Linked DNA regions of Mus musculus: all the other regions are linked to region 1. Evidence: chromatin contacts called from public Hi-C and HiChIP or PLAC-seq data. All regions are on one chromosome and are shown on one strand. Each heading gives the region's core, a stretch centred on a gene start, on an enhancer-like site or on the middle of the called end of the contact. The rest is flanking DNA. Distances are from core to core; before and after follow the strand shown. Region 1 has its middle 29 kb from the start of Gm32830. Region 2 has its middle 50 kb from the start of Vrk1. Region 3 overlaps Vrk1 (vaccinia related kinase 1).

The links. A called contact is a pair of places that touch in the nucleus more often than the background predicts. HiChIP or PLAC-seq counts read pairs in DNA pulled down with a chosen protein or histone mark.
Region 2: an H3K4me3 HiChIP or PLAC-seq map of embryonic forebrain shows a contact between it and region 1, with 3 times the contacts expected there. The contact joins two enhancer-like sites. A contact is called at or near these places in 2 of 115 datasets of contacts at active chromatin or transcription factors (embryonic forebrain and forebrain) and 1 of 9 other capture datasets (embryonic stem cells).
Region 3: a contact with region 1 is called in a Hi-C map of cortical neurons, with 4 times the contacts expected there. The contact joins two enhancer-like sites. A contact is called at or near these places in 1 of 484 Hi-C or Micro-C datasets (cortical neurons) and 1 of 9 other capture datasets (embryonic tail).

What each region holds. Positions count from the first base shown.
Region 1 is chr12:106,377,223-106,382,217 of GRCm38.p6, forward strand. No RefSeq gene overlaps it. Among named protein-coding and RNA genes, the nearest start is that of Gm32830, 29 kb to the right of the region's middle. Within about 2 kb of position 2,034, at least 29 of the 459 cell types and tissues checked have an H3K27ac peak or open chromatin away from gene starts, as enhancers often do. A contact at or near this core is called in cortical neurons, embryonic forebrain and forebrain, where this site is marked.
Region 2 is chr12:105,958,151-105,963,145 of GRCm38.p6, forward strand. No RefSeq gene overlaps it. Among named protein-coding and RNA genes, the nearest start is that of Vrk1, 50 kb to the right of the region's middle. Within about 2 kb of position 2,736, at least 30 of the 459 cell types and tissues checked have an H3K27ac peak or open chromatin away from gene starts, as enhancers often do. A contact at or near this core is called in embryonic forebrain and forebrain, where this site is marked.
Region 3 is chr12:106,053,635-106,058,629 of GRCm38.p6, forward strand. Vrk1 (vaccinia related kinase 1) reads left to right here. Exons shown (of 14, transcript NM_001029843.2): 6 at 2,168-2,276; 7 at 2,387-2,479; 8 at 4,209-4,341; 9 at 4,942-4,995. Among named protein-coding and RNA genes, the nearest start is that of Gm32723, 38 kb to the right of the region's middle. Within about 2 kb of position 2,352, at least 14 of the 459 cell types and tissues checked have an H3K27ac peak or open chromatin away from gene starts, as enhancers often do. A contact at or near this core is called in cortical neurons, where this site is marked.

The sequences.
Region 1 (4,995 bases), core at 784-3,283:
TTGGTCAGAATGGGAAAGTTTGTGAAAGCCATTTAATAGGCCCTGGATATCAAAACATTTTAACTTTTGCAAAGTTTCAGCATTAAACAATTAGGAAGAAACACAATTAGACAGTGCATTGTGGAGGCTGGTCACTTTTTGTATGTCATGTGGCTTTAAAAACAAGTCAGATAAATGATGATGCCATTAAAACTGAACTAATTAAAGAAAGCTTCTTTTAAGAACTCATTAACTGCAACCTCATTTGCATAATGATGCATATTAATTAAGTTTTAATGAATCTGAATTTGCACCAAGCCTATTCATGTTGGCTTTGAAACAAATTGAACAAATTAGTTAAAAGCTTTTTGGAATCTACTTTTCACACCAAACAGCGTATGAATGCAATCATCTGCACAAAAAAAGAAATATTTTTTCTTTAATTTAATTCAGAGGTATGCAGGGCCCATCTATTAATTATTTTTAAATGCAATACATTTCACCTTTTCTTTGGGAAAAAAATCAACAAAATTATTTATTCTTGAATGAGAAATATTATAAATGTGGGTTGTGGGGGAGAAATGATTACGACCAATTTATTGGCAGTGAGTCAGAGATATTTGACTTTAGGGTACATTTAGTTTATTTAATAGTGGGAGTAAGAATCAGGGAGGTGATAGCAGGGCCTTCAGAGCGCTTTAGGGAGCAGACTGACAGTAGCTTCCTTCCCCGGGTGGTGGTGGCGGCTGTGTGGAGATCCTGGTATCACACTACTCCATTGCAAACCTCCTCAGTAGCACAGGAAAAAAATTAAACATTTACAGAACACATGTTCTTTTCCTCTGGATTTGTGCAAATCCTATTTTTTTTTATATACACAAGAAGTGGAATTCAATTTTAACAAGTTTGCATTGGGCTCATAAGAAAAACAAGAATTACCTCGGAGACTCTATTGATTTGCTCATGTTGCACTGTGTCTTCATCAAGAATGGAGAGATTTATGTAATTACGGCTCCATCTTTTGTTGTCTGGAAGCACTTTTTTTTTTTTTTTTTTTTTTTTTTGTAAGTCAGCATATACAAAGGATGGAAGCGCTTTTATTGTCGAGATTACAAGATCATCGCTCCCCCCTTGTTAAACCGTTTCTCCAATAGGTGCTTTGAAGAAGTCCGCAATTAAGATGGTGTCTTATATTGGAAATGCGCATTTTTAAAACAAAGTATTTACAGGTATTCTTCGGCAGTGTTTTTGTGTGTGTATTTTTTTTTAAACCCATTTATCCCTTCCCCCTTCTCCCTTCAATGCCTCCCATCCCTGCTCTGTCTCCAGACAAGCAGTGCTAACTACTGGCAGCGGCAGGGGTGCCCAAGGAAACCCCCTTTAGCCAAGTGCGGAGGATGCTTTTTGAAGACATTGCTTGACAAACCAGCAACCTTCTGGATTATTCTTCCTTACTGACTTTTCTCTCCTTTGGGATTCACTTGAGCCTGGGTCGCGGTCACTTTGCATTCTTTAGGGAGGTGTGTGTGTGTGTCTGTGTGTGTGTGTGTGTGTGTGTGTGTGTGTGTGTGTGTGTGAACTCAAAACCCATTCTTAACTGCCTTGCTTTTCTCCACCCTGACCAGGGAAGCCAGCATCCAGCCCAAACTGCCTGCCTGCTCAGGCTTTTCAGCAGGCACCGCTTTTTCTCCGTTTGTGAAGCAAAGTCCAGCGGCTTTGTAAAAGACTGCTCGCTCTCCCCGGGAACGGCGGGGAACTCTTTCTTACTTAACAAACACTTATTTCAAGAGAACACCCGCCTTATCAAAACACCGTGAAAGCAGTATTTAAAAAAAAATAAACAAACAAAACAAACAGCCACTCAGATCATTTTGGGGAAGATTCTAAAGTGAATCTGTTTGTCTTTTCCTCTCACCCTCACTATTGTCTATCGCAGGACACCCAGGGACTCCCAGGATGGGTGGGACAGTCACTGGGGGAATCTGTAGCGGGGTCCTTAGCTGGGAACCACGTTTGCCATAGTTACTTCTAACGAAAAGGAGCGCGCTTGGATTTCCTCGCATGCCCTTGCCTTGAGTCCTGCCTTCAGAAGGCTGAGGTTGCAGAGCCTTTTAAATACCGTCTGAAGTTCTCTGAGGGGCAGGCTGCTTCTAGATCATGCCCAGGGACTGGGAACGTCTTTTATCGAGCTTTGGGGCTCTTTAATGCCAGGGAACAAGGGCATCATAGCGGGACCTATGATTCAACTAATAACGCTGAAGGTAGTGGAGTCTCCCAGCCAGCCCGTGTGGGGCAGGTGGGAAGAGAGAGAGCGAGGGGACATCTACACTGCCCCCTAGCTGGAGGCCTAGGAACACAGTAGACAGGGCTGGGGAACATCCAAGTTTACGGTCCTGACCCTTCAAATGACTCCCATTTTTTTTTTTATTATCATTATTTTCAAAAGATGCAAATATGAACCAAATAAGGCAGGGAAACAGGTTTTCTATACTCCTTACCACTGACGCCTCGTCAAACCCATTTCCTTCCAAAAGCCTTTAGTAAGGTAGTGTTTTTCACAAAAAAAAAAAAAAAGTGCAAATTTTGCGTGGCGAATTGGCTTCTTTGGGGGAAAATTTTGACAGAAAGCGCCTTCCTTGGGGAAGGTCAGGAGTCACTGGTATTAAACCAGACAAGCTGGTAGAGGAGTGTTAATGGCCACAGCAAGCAGATGTTCTGTAATTAGGGGAGCTGTGACTGACAAGACTGGAGAGGTACCGTACACGGGCGGGCGGCACAAAGCAGCTGCCGCCGCCGCTTCCCCTGTCACGGGTGTACACAAGTCAGACCAGCCCCCGTGAGGCTGCCGGAGCAGTGACAATTAGAAAAAAATTGTATTTGATTAAAATAAGTAATACATCATGCAATGGATGCTCTGCTTCCCATCCCAAAGAGAGAGGCCCAGGTTGGACTCTGGCAAAAGTGAACCCTGGTTCGGTTCACCCTGGAAACGACTATGTCGTGCTGAGGTTGGTGTTTGTCTGGCCCTGAGAATGAGACTCTGCAAGGAGAAAGGATGCAATCTTTTCCTTGCATCCTTAAGTTTCTGCATTTAAGCAGGCTACAAGGGCTGGCCGTTTGTTTTTATAAATGCATAAATGTGTGTGTGTGTGTGTGTGTGTGTGAGTGTGCTCACGCTTGCTTAGAGGTGAGTGTGGAGTTCAGAGGTCAACCTCGAGTGTTATTGCTTAGGAACCATTTCTTGTTTTGAAACAGGGTCTCTTACCAGAAGCTGGGGCTCCCTGATTCAGTCACACTGGTTGGCCAGAGAGCCCCAAGAATTCTCTTGTCTCTGTTTCCCCAGGGTGTCCAATGTTTCACGTAGGTTCTTAGAATAAATTCAGGTCCTGTTGCTAACCAAACTGTCTTCACATCTCCCAAGACCGGTCTCTCTTATCTCCAGAATATTAACCCCTTTGATTCACACTTAAGTTCTTCTGGACTATCCCAAGCCCCTCCTGGTTTTCTTGCATCTGGATGTCTTTTTTCGTTCATTCCTGGTACATACTTTGATCAGGATATGTGGAGTTGTTCTCCAGATAATTCCAGAATCTGAATAGAATGTTTATTGCCTGATTTGTACTTTCTGGGCTCTGACCCCAGCACAGTGCCAGAGATATAGGGAGCCTTGGGTCTCTCTCTCTCTCTCTCTCTCTCTCTCTCTCTCTCTCTCTCTCTCTCCCTCCCTCTCTCTCTCTCTCTTTCTCTCTCTCTCTCTGTGTGTGTGTGTGTGTGTGTGTGTAGTGTGCAAGCATACTGGCTGCTCAGTGCAATACGCATCACAAGCATCTATTGCAAAATCACACACACACACACACACACACACACACACACACACACACACACACACACTTGCAGAAAGCCTATTTTGGTGGCCAAGAAGTTTTGCCTTTTGTTTTCTAGGGGATCTCTGGACACTTTGTAGGGCATCCTAAAGTGGGGTAAGAGAGTTGATGCCTAGCAGTAGGCAGCTTGGCCTGGTGGACTTGAGGCCACAACTGGGACTTGGAGTCCAGTTCAGGCCTCTTGAAGTCTGACTTCCTTACTAAGGGATGGGCATGGTATCATTAGGATCTTGGGAGTGCTATGAGGTCGAGAAGGGATCGTGGAGCTTGGCCACATTATTCTTCTGGCTGTGTTGGCTCTATTTTGTCAAATGAGATCAGTGCCTTTACCACCCGTGAGGCATTAGGCAGGGGTTATTAAGTTGCTAGGTGACCCAGGCACTGCTTATGTTGTATTTGTGATTGAGAGGAAGTTGAGTCTTCTGTGATCCTGCCTCACACTCTTTGTAGATAGATCTCACAAGTCCTGGTGAGCCCAGAGATGTCCAGCAAGTCACTGGGCCATCTAGCCGGGCTGATGAGTCCTAGGCTACCTGATGCCACATCATGCTCTCCTGGGATAGGATGCTTGGGGGGCGGGGGGAATCCCTGAGCACAGGCCTTCTTGTCCCTGTTCTTCAAGTGTGATGCTCAGATGTCACCGTCTGTCCTCAGAGGCGGAAATAATAGCTCTCTGGAACACATTCCCAAACAAAGGACGAGTTGGAAGCCTGACCCACGAGCCCCCGAATCTTTGTCTCTCCTGCTCACGGGCTTCTTCAGATCTGCTTTCCTGACTTTTCCCTCAGCGTCTCTCCTGTCCCTCGCTGCCTCTTTATCTATCTCTCCACCTCTCTCCCTTGATTTCTAATTTCCAAGCCTGCGAGCTATTACAGGGAGCATAATGACAGTTGCACTTGTCTTAAGCGGTGCTGCGGCTGAGCTCATTGCTTTGTAGAGTGCTCCGGGAGCCTCAGAAACGAAAGGTGTTATGTAAAATGAAAATCGATTCTAATTCTAAATAAACATCATCACTGGAGTTTCTCTCGGCTCGCCGGGTTTCATGCACAAGAAGGGTAGCGTGGTGTCTTCGGCTCTGTGTGCTTAGAGCACAGATTTGGGTGTCTCCGAACCCTGGGGTCTGTAAGGACAG
Region 2 (4,995 bases), core at 1,486-3,985, 420 kb before region 1:
TGTTCATAGAAACCAAAGGAACATTTTCTACATGTAAATCGTAAGCATTTTGGGGGTGTGTTTACACACCTGGCTCCTCAGGGGTTGGGGGGTGAACCTAAGAGCTGGTGCTTCCTTCAAGATAAACCTGTGAATGTTCCTGTCGCTACGGCTATAATTGCCTGGAAATATTGCCACATTGGTGAACAGCCTACTCATTCCTGTGGGTTAACACCTTAAATGAGCTAGGCTGATACATGCTGAACTTACCACTGCTGGGGATTCTGGGAACCCTGTCCTATATTTGGTGAGAGACGATTCAGGGGTCACCTGACACCATCTACTTACAAACCTTTGTGTGTGTGTGTGTTTTTTTTAATGTTGTTATATTGTTTTCTTTCTTTCCTGTGTGTGTGTGTGTGTGTGTGTGTGTGTGCGCGTGCATGCACGCACAAATACCACTGGACACATGCAGAGGTCAGAGGACAGTCTGAGGGAGGTGGTTTTCTCTGTCTATCATGAAAGGTCGGAGACTTGAACTCAGGTCTTCAAGCTTGGTAGCAGATGCCTTTACCAGCTGAGCTACCTTGATGGCTTAAAGCTTTGTGTCTTAATATCTGAAGCACCATGCTAGCCATCAGCACAAGACGGGGTTTGGTATGGGCTTGGGATCCAGCTGCAGAAAGAACAAAAAAAAGGGGTGAGCACCCCAGGAAACCTGGGAATGCAGACAGATTCCAGTCCCTGCCTGTCGTTCACACATCTCTTCTATACCCAATTTTGTAATTCCCAAACTCTGTTTATGTTTTTTTTGTAAATCTAATGCATGCATGCATGCATATTCAAGAAGATTATTGCACAGCTCTGTGAACTATCCTAAGCGTTTTAGTGGTGATGGCTTAAAACACCACATAAAAGAAAACAAGGAGTGAGCGGAGAGGAGATGCCGTCACCAGCAGTGACGTACAGTCACCAGCAGTGAGGGCATTCTGCTTCTGGTCTAAGCCATGATGTGTCAATACTACAGCCGGTTGACAATCAGGGTTTCTTTTCTTCTGGGGGGACTTAATGACAATATGAGAACTCTTTGATCAGTTCCCTGAGAGGAACAAACTGGTGGGTTTTTAAGAAAGCTGGGCAAGGAACTTGGAAGCCACACTTTGGAAGAATGTCGGGTCTAGTCCATGGTGGTGGCAGTGGGGAAGGAGCAGCCATTAATGGATGCCGCTTCATTGACTTCCATTTGCAAACAGGATTCACTAGAAAGCATGATGGGGCCCCCAGAGAAAGCCCTAGTCAGTGTACACATGCACAGACACACAGACACACAGACACACAGACACACAGACACACAGACACACAAGCACACAGACACACAGGCACACAGGCACACAGACACAAACCAGACACACAGACACACAGACACACAGACACACAGACACACAGGCACACAGGCACACAGGCACACAGACACACAGACACACAGACACACAGACACACAGGCACACAGACACACAGACACACAGACACACAGACACACAGGCACACAGACACAAACCAGACACACAGACACACAGACACAAACCAGACACCTAGACACACTACAGCTGTTTTTTTTCCTTTAAATACATTATCACTGTTTAAGCTGATGGGTATAGGAAAGAATACAGTCTCTCCTTTTTTTTTCCCAGTCCAACAAGACTGCAGGAAAAAGTGATTCTGTTGTTGCCGAGGTTCAGAACAGCATAATTTTTTTTTTCCAGAACACCACCAGCTCAGCCGTGTTCCCTTTAATGCTGCTCGCTTTCCTTCTTAGAAAAGGGGTTAAAATTAGTAGGCACATTTCATATTAGCGTATTTCATGCAATAAAGCATAAATTATTTAAAATAACACGACCTTTTATCTTGCACCTTTTGAAGGAAGCAAATTAAAAATGTAAATTGGGAGCTAATTAATATGCAAATGTATTCATTCGCAGTTAACAATTAGCAATTAAACCTGCAGTGTCTACAAAGAGCACGGACAAAATTAGTAACTTAATTTATCATTAAAAAATGAAAACGTACACAAAATTTTAATTGACTTTCAAAATATTTTCCCTGCATTTCTTTTTCTTTCATTTTTTTTTAATGCTGAAAGAAATTCTAAAAAATATTATGCCTTAGCATTACGAATGAAACTGGGTGCACGCAGTATTCGGGGAGTTCATTTAATAGGAAAGCACGTTAGGAGAAGTTTGCCTTTTATATGAGGTATTAAAAAATGACATTTAAGAATGTTGACTTGTGTTTCATAGTTGAGTTCAAGACAGAAATAAATACACAGACTCCCCCGTGTTTGGGAATATAGATGGCAGAGATTTGTATGGATAAGGGGCACACTTCCTGTATGAATAGATGTGGCTGTGCATGTGTGTGCATGCGAGTTGGTGCCTTCCAGAAGATACACAGCAAGAGCCCAACCAAGCCATTTCCACGCTCCTGGTTCAGCTTTGAGAATTCCAGTATAAAACGGTTGCATGAAAAAAAAAATCAGCAACAAACAGCTTAAGATGTAAATAAGACACTCTAGGCTGATCGGGAGACGCATTTGCATTCCGTGTTACATTAAGCCACCCACACCACCACCCAGGCACGCAGATTCTCCACTTCTGCATATTTTTCTGACTTTGAGGTCGGTCTCCTACCCCCTCTCCCTGTCAGCCTAGCTCTGCCTGCAGATGTAGGCTTGTGTTTTCTGCACATTTCCATTCTAATGTCACGCAGCATAGGATAGGCGCCCAGCAAACGCGAACGAGCTGCTTGCAACCTTATTCTGGGTATTTAAACAGCACCTGCCGCCGGGCCCCATTAAGTCTCATTCACAAATGTTTTTCTTCCGTTCGGTCTCCATTCATCGATGGCCTCTCTGCATCCCCTCCTTGGATCCTCTTATGTTTAGAATTGGGCTGCACTGCCTGTCTTCTGGTCCACGCTGGCTCCTGGTCTCTTCCCTTAGAGTTGGGTTTTATCATCAACAGAGTCACTGCAGCACTCACAGGATAGTTTCAGCCGGGTGGCAAGTCTGGCTGTTTTCTATAGACAATAAACATCTCTCTCTTCTGAAATGACTCTAATGCAATTCAACCCACATTGTACAGCCTATTTCTATCACAGGCATAAAGGACAATGGTCCCCAGTGTGAGATTCTCAGGAGCCAGGAGGCCATGACAGTCAGAGTTTAAATTGATTTCGCCAGAGAAGGTGTTTGCTCTCTTTCTGGCAGGTTTTTCTGGCTTCAACTGTTATTCTTCTTAGATATGGACTTAGCTTATAAACCAGTGTGTGTGTGTGTGTGTGTGTGTGTGTGTGTGTGTGTGTGTATGTGTAGATTAAAGAAGTAATCTACCCTTTTATCACAGTATCGAAAACATGTACCCTTCAGATGATTTCCAATATGCCTGATAACCCCAGAACTTAAAAAAAAAATTCTTAGTTTGAACTTGGAATTAGGTTACAATGGTAAAAACAGGACCCTTGACTTGGGTGAAGTTATTGTGTTGTGGATCTGCTCACGTCCGTTTGACAGGAGAATTTTTATATCAGGACTCTGCCTAAGGTGTTTCAGGGTATAGGGAGCAAGCAGGGAGCAAGGAACCAAAGGGGTATCTCAGCTCAGCTGGTAATAGGGTCGCCATTCAGAGGAACCCACCACCAAGTCCAGTCCGCGTCTCTAAGGGCTTTAAGGTTCGTAGAAGGCAGCCAGGGACCAGTTTATAGAAACACTTCCTCCTTCTTTTAGAGAAAACAACATTCAATCTCAGTGCGGGGGGCGGGGTGGGGGTGGGGGGAACGTGGACTTTGTCACGGCCACTGCTGAGGGAGTACCTCAGACTCTTCCCTCCTCCCGAGCACCCCTCGGGCTGCTGAAGAAAGTGCTGGATGATCTCCTCCCAATATACAATATGTAAATCTCAATGCGAGAAGCAAATAAAAAACCCAACCTGCACGTAGTCTACCTCATCTGCCAAAAGAGACCCAACCGGCCTTCCATACTTTTTTTTTTTCTTTTTGCTCGGGCGCCTGCGGTAGCAAGCCGTTACAACAATCCGAAAATTAAGTTACCACAATTAGGAATTAGAAGCAGGTGGCATAATAATGGTGCTTTTTTTTTTCATTTCATTTATTAGCAAAAAGAGGGAGAGGCGCTTCATTTATTTTCATCAGCCCTCAGTAAAAGCATAGCAATTTGCAACACAAAAATCATTTCAAGTACCTCAGCCTCGTGCAACCTCGTTTTCCTTTTTTTTTTTTTTTTTTTTTTTTGCTTAAAAGCCTTTTAAAGTTTGCCTGCCCACCACCCCCGCCCCTCGAAAGTGGAGTGTGTGTGTGTGTGTGTGTGTGTGTGCGCGCGCCCTTACCCCTCCCCTCCCCCATGTTAGGTGACGAGGTAAGTGCAGATGGGATCGGATTATTTCCCCCCCTTAAAAAGTTCCGGGGAGCAGAGTTGGAGGTTGGGGGGGGGCACCAGTATGCCCTGCCTCCTTTGCCCAGTTTCTGTTTCACACGGCTTGTGTGTAACATCAAGTAAGGCACTCGACAACTCTCTGCACGCCCCCCCCCCATCAGCCACTCGGGGCCTCATCCACACCCCTGCACCCCTGAGCAGCCCAGCACCCTACAGGCTGCCCGGATGGTCCAGGACCCCAAGGCACGACAACCCTTGCGCTCCCTCTAGCGTTAGTATCTGGGATCGTCATGGGCTGCTGCGCAGCTGAGCTGCCTGCAATCCCTTGGTGTGCGAGATGATGTGGCGTGCACTCCGTTGCTGAGTGCACTCGATGTGCGGGGTGCACGGAGTATGCCGGGCGCTAGGGACTCCTGGAGTTGGATACGTAATTTTGCACGATGCTCCTGCGACCCCACGGTGGGAGATGCTAATTGCCTGCTTTGGGCGGCTCTTTCCATGCTTAAGGCTCCTTTCTCGTGTTGCCCCCTCAGTCCAAGAACTACACTCCAAGCGAGCCGCTGCCCGCT
Region 3 (4,995 bases), core at 1,102-3,601, 320 kb before region 1:
TGTACGTCTTTCCGAAGGAAAGCAATAGAAAGAGTCCTTCTCCTGGCCTAGCCTCCTCCCCTGCCAGCGGCCTTAGTTTTCCTTAATTTGTATTTGAGTGACGGGAGGGATAGGTAGCTTAGAGCAGTGTGAGGATCGTAGAAAGACTCACTGTTTTCATTTGGAACTGATTGATATTTTCCTATTAACTGAAGCATTTAACTAAGTCCCTCAAAAAAGAAAGCATCAGAGACCTTACCTGATAGACATTCTCAGAAGTAGCTTCACTCTGTCCCAGAGCTCTCTGAGGGAATGTGCTAACAGTGTGTGTGTGATGATGAGGGAATTTTAGGGGCCATTTAGAGTTAGTGGCAGGGTGATCTGTGCATAAAAAACAAAGACCAGATGCCGGGCGTGGTGGTGCACACCTTTAATCCCAGCACTTGGGAGGCAGAGGCAGGCGAATTTCTGAGTTCGAGGCCAGCTTGGTCTACGAAGTGAGTTCCAGGACAGCCAGGGCTACACAGAGAAACCCTGTCTCGAAAAAACTAAAAAACAAACAAAGAAACAAACAACAAAAACAAAGACCAGTGAAATCTACATTAGTGGTTCCTGTGTTGAAGCAAACAATATGTTTATCCTCTTCCAGACTGTGCTCGCTAGTTTTTTGTCAATGTGACACATGCCAGAGTTACCTGAAATGAGGGAACCTTAATTGAGAAAATATGTCTAAAAGACCTGGCCGTAGGGCATTTTCTTAATTCGTGATTAATGAGGGAATGCCCAGCCCTTTGTGGGTGGTGCCACCTCTGGGCTGCTGGTCCTGAGTTCTATAAGCAGCAGTCTGAGCAAGAAGCCATGAGAGCAGGCCAGTAAGCAGCAGCCCTCCATGGCCTCAGCATCAGCTGCTGCCCCAAGTTCCTGCCCTGTGTGAGTTGCTGTCCTGACTTTTCTTTGATGATGAAGAGTGGAAGTGTAGGTTTTTGGTCATGGTGTTTGGTTGCAGCAGTAGTAATAACCCTAAGACACAGACTGTTGGCAAAGGTTATTTGTTATTCAGAGTATTGTACTGATTACACAGGTTAACAAAAGTGTGCACCCTACTCTTCTCTCAGCTTTGCCCAACTTGCCATACTCAGGATATTGGGAGGACACATGGCTGCACAGGTCAGGGTAGCAGGAATCTTAACACACATGAATATATTTTGCTTCTACTTGATAGTGTGACTGTGACATAGACTTTATGTGCTAAGACATTAAAAGATACATAGACAGACTCTCTAATGAACAGGGCCCTAGGCTTTCCATTACCACACTGTCTTTTCATTTAGCTGGCTGCTCCTTCCTTGGAAGCTCCTGTAGTTTACCATCATGAGCCTGACTGCTGTGTCATGAGCATTCCATGGCAGGGTTTGTCCTGTGTCTATGTCAGCGATTTACATAGACGGATTAGGATTTGGACAGCTGTTGAAGGTGACGGTGATGCTCAGAGGAGCTGGGCAGTGTCCTCGCAGGACTCCAGCGCATCTCTGCCCTCCTAGAGTTTGAGACCCTGGGAAGGATGAGACCTGCCTCCTCTATCCATTTCTCCAAAAATTACGGCCCCAGGAAGTAATGTCACCTGGTCCAGCTGACATGGGAGGGGGCTGGCAAAACAAACAAACAAAAATCTTCATTTTTGTAGGGTATTCCTTTTGCAGATCTGACCATTGAATGTTTTACACGTAATTGCTTAATACCATTTGGTCAGTTTTACTGAATGTAGTTTGTAAGCCATCTCTTGACAGCCTAGATTTAACAGAATATTGTTGAAATGTACCTTAAAAATGGAGGTGCAGTCAGGAGAAAGAAGCAATTGTCTAAAAACAGCAGTTAGCTGTGAGAAGCCAGGTGGCTGTGTTCCATTGTAGATGAGTGTTGGATTCTGGCTGGGCACTGTCGTAATTCGAATGCTGTCTCCTATAAACGAGCTCAGTCCAGGGCAGGATGACGAAACGTTCTGAATTCTCGAGATTTCTATGTAGTTGAGAGAGATTCTTCATGGTATGGGTTTGCGCCCCTTTCCTCCTCGTTTATAATCTATAGTACTGCCTTAGTTAGCATTAACTTGACCTAACTGAAGGGGAATAGTCATTGCAAGGACATGTTCCCAGTTATTCCCTCACTGACATTCCTTGTTTGTCTTCAGTTACAGGTTTATGATAATGGACCGCTTTGGGAGTGACCTTCAGAAAATATATGAAGCAAATGCCAAAAGGTTTTCTCGGAAAACTGTATTGCAGCTAAGCTTAAGAATTGTATGTGAGCTATGCTCCTTGTGAATACAGTAAGGGCTGGTTTCCGCTGAAGCTCAGCCCTCTGCTGGCCATGTTAGGTACTGCACTAACTCACTGTGTGTTCTCTGTAGCTGGATATCCTGGAGTACATCCATGAGCATGAGTACGTGCACGGGGACATCAAGGCCTCCAACCTGCTCCTGAGTCACAAGAACCCTGACCAGGTCCTTAGAACTGCAGCTTTTACTGTTGTAACTTGTGCTGCTTGGGAGCAAGTGGGGCACTCTGGGCTGAACCCCACAAGCTCCGAAGTAGATAAGCTAACAATGCCCTTTCTCCAGACACTTGTATCCAGTTGCCATTCTGTATTTTTGTTGCAGTTTGCTGGCACTTTATCAAGTTGGCTGTTTTGCTCTACATAATATTTGGAAGTGCTTGCTACAACATGCATTTCAAATAGCTGTTTGGGGTGAAGCTTAAACTATAAAGTACACCAGCGAGTTAGATCTGCTGGTCCACTTTGTCACCTTCATTACTTCTTGTGTTCAAAAACTCCATCTGACATAAGTGTCTGTTATTTGGAGAACTTGGTCTTTAATGTGGGGTCAGTTCAGTTGTCAGTGACAATAAAGGCTGCTTAGTGTCGCCTCTTGATCTTGTGTAAGAAGGAGGTTTTGAGTGCTTGGCTCAGGGAAGTGATCTGTCAACATTCTCTGCTTTTTGGCTTTGCATACGGTTTCCTTCTTTTGATTCCTTCCTTTTCTGCACAGGGTGTTTGCTTTTGCTCTATAGGCTCTGGTGAGCCTCAGGAATCAGTGTAGGGCACCGGGAGCAAGCTGCTGTGCTAGGACGCTCTGTGAGGTGGGCATCCTCAACCATCTCATTCAAGCTGTTTCCCTGAGCACAGCCAAGAGCCTGAGCGAGCGGTAAAGCTCCCTTTACTTTAGCTGGAGTAGGAAGGGCTTGCAGAGCACTATTAGAAACCAACTGCTGTTGGTTTACACGTGACTGATGGGAGCAGCTTCTGTCCACACGGCAGCCGTGTGCGGCTCTCCTGCCTTTCTGACCTGCTCTGTGGATGGGGTTACTCTCTCAGGCTGTGTCCATCTTTGTGTTCACATGCACATGCGTTCATGCGTTGTGACAGAACCAGGTGCATGCGTGGCCGTCAGACGGAAGCCACTTGTCCCAGTGTTGTATGCTAGTCACAACAACCAGCTATGCCCATAGCATTACTCTGTTTTTTTGTTTGTTTGTTTATTTGTTTTTTAAGTTAGCTTTAATCTGGAAGACCAGAATGTAATATGTAGTATTTAAGATGCAGGTAGAGGCCTGATCTAAGAGTTTTGAAAGTTATTATAGCCCTTGAATCATTTTATGAAGTACATAGGCATTTGACTATTTTACGAGAATCAAGAGTAGAAGAGAGCTGTTGTATTGTGTGCTAACAGTATTCATATCCCTTTTCTTTGTGGAAAGGGTCTTGAACATTTCTATTTTGTTGTAGTTTGGTTCTAGACTCTGTAAGAGAAACTGACCATCTGTAAGCCTTGCCCATGGAGACAGGATTAACTACTTTAGCACACACTTTCCTAAGAAAGCATGCAGAGGGAGCTAACACTGGAGCACTGTGGCCTTCTGGGCATTTAACACTTATTAAAAGTCAAACCTTCCTGGGTGGGAGGCTGGGAATAGCTTAGTGGTAGCTCAGCAGCAGCAGAGCTCCTGCCTAGCTTGTGTGAAGCTTTAGGTGCGACCCCCAGCATTGCAGAGTAGGTGGGGGGAGACTCAGGACTTGCTGGAGTGCTCAGTTTAGATTTGACTTGCTTCGAGAGCTGCTGTTTGCCCTTGTAGGTGAATCGACCTCCAAGGGATTGTATTTTATTTCAGTACTTTTCTGGTAATTCATGTGCATTGATTTTTGTCTCTAATTTGGTTCTTGAAAATTTATAGGTATATTTGGTAGACTATGGCCTTGCTTATCGGTACTGCCCAGATGGAGTTCATAAAGAGTACAAGGAAGATCCCAAAAGGTGCCATGACGGCACCCTGGAGTTCACCAGCATCGACGCTCACAAAGGCGTGGGTATGTCCACAGTGGCCTGTGGTGTGCCTCCACAGTACTCATGTTTCTGTCTGAATGCTAAGTAAACACAGACTGATAGAGAGTACGGGAAGAGTGATGTGGAGAAGGAGGCCTGAGGTTTGGCTCCTGTACTTGAGTGAGGGCCCTTGGGAGTGAGGGCCTCTGGTCTTCAGGGGTACCAGACTGTACTTAGGACTCACACAGCTTAGCTCTGCACTGCTTTGTTTTCTAGTGTCTGGGTTCTCTGTGGCTTATGTTTTGTATAAGCTAGCTTAGCCCCTTCTCTGCCCTTTGCTGTGGAGGACATATGGAGAGTGTCCAGTATGTGAGTGTCTCCCAAAGACAGCTGGGTGTGAGGTGGCTTCAGACTTTACTTTCTAGACCAGGGGTAGCAGTTTCAAACCCTAAGGCTCATCAGTTTGGGTTCTAAGTAAGTCATTACTTGGAGAATAAAGGTTTGTTTTACACAGCCCACTGTTCAGTGATTTTATTATACGCAGGCAAATGTTTCTGCTGCAGGTTAGACCTGAGTGGACTGCTCCGTCTTGCTGTTTTTCTGGAATGCTGTCTCACCATGTTAATCTCCTGTTCTGTTTGTAGCCCCATCAAGACGTGGTGATTTGGAAATACTTGGTTATTGCATGATCCAGTGGC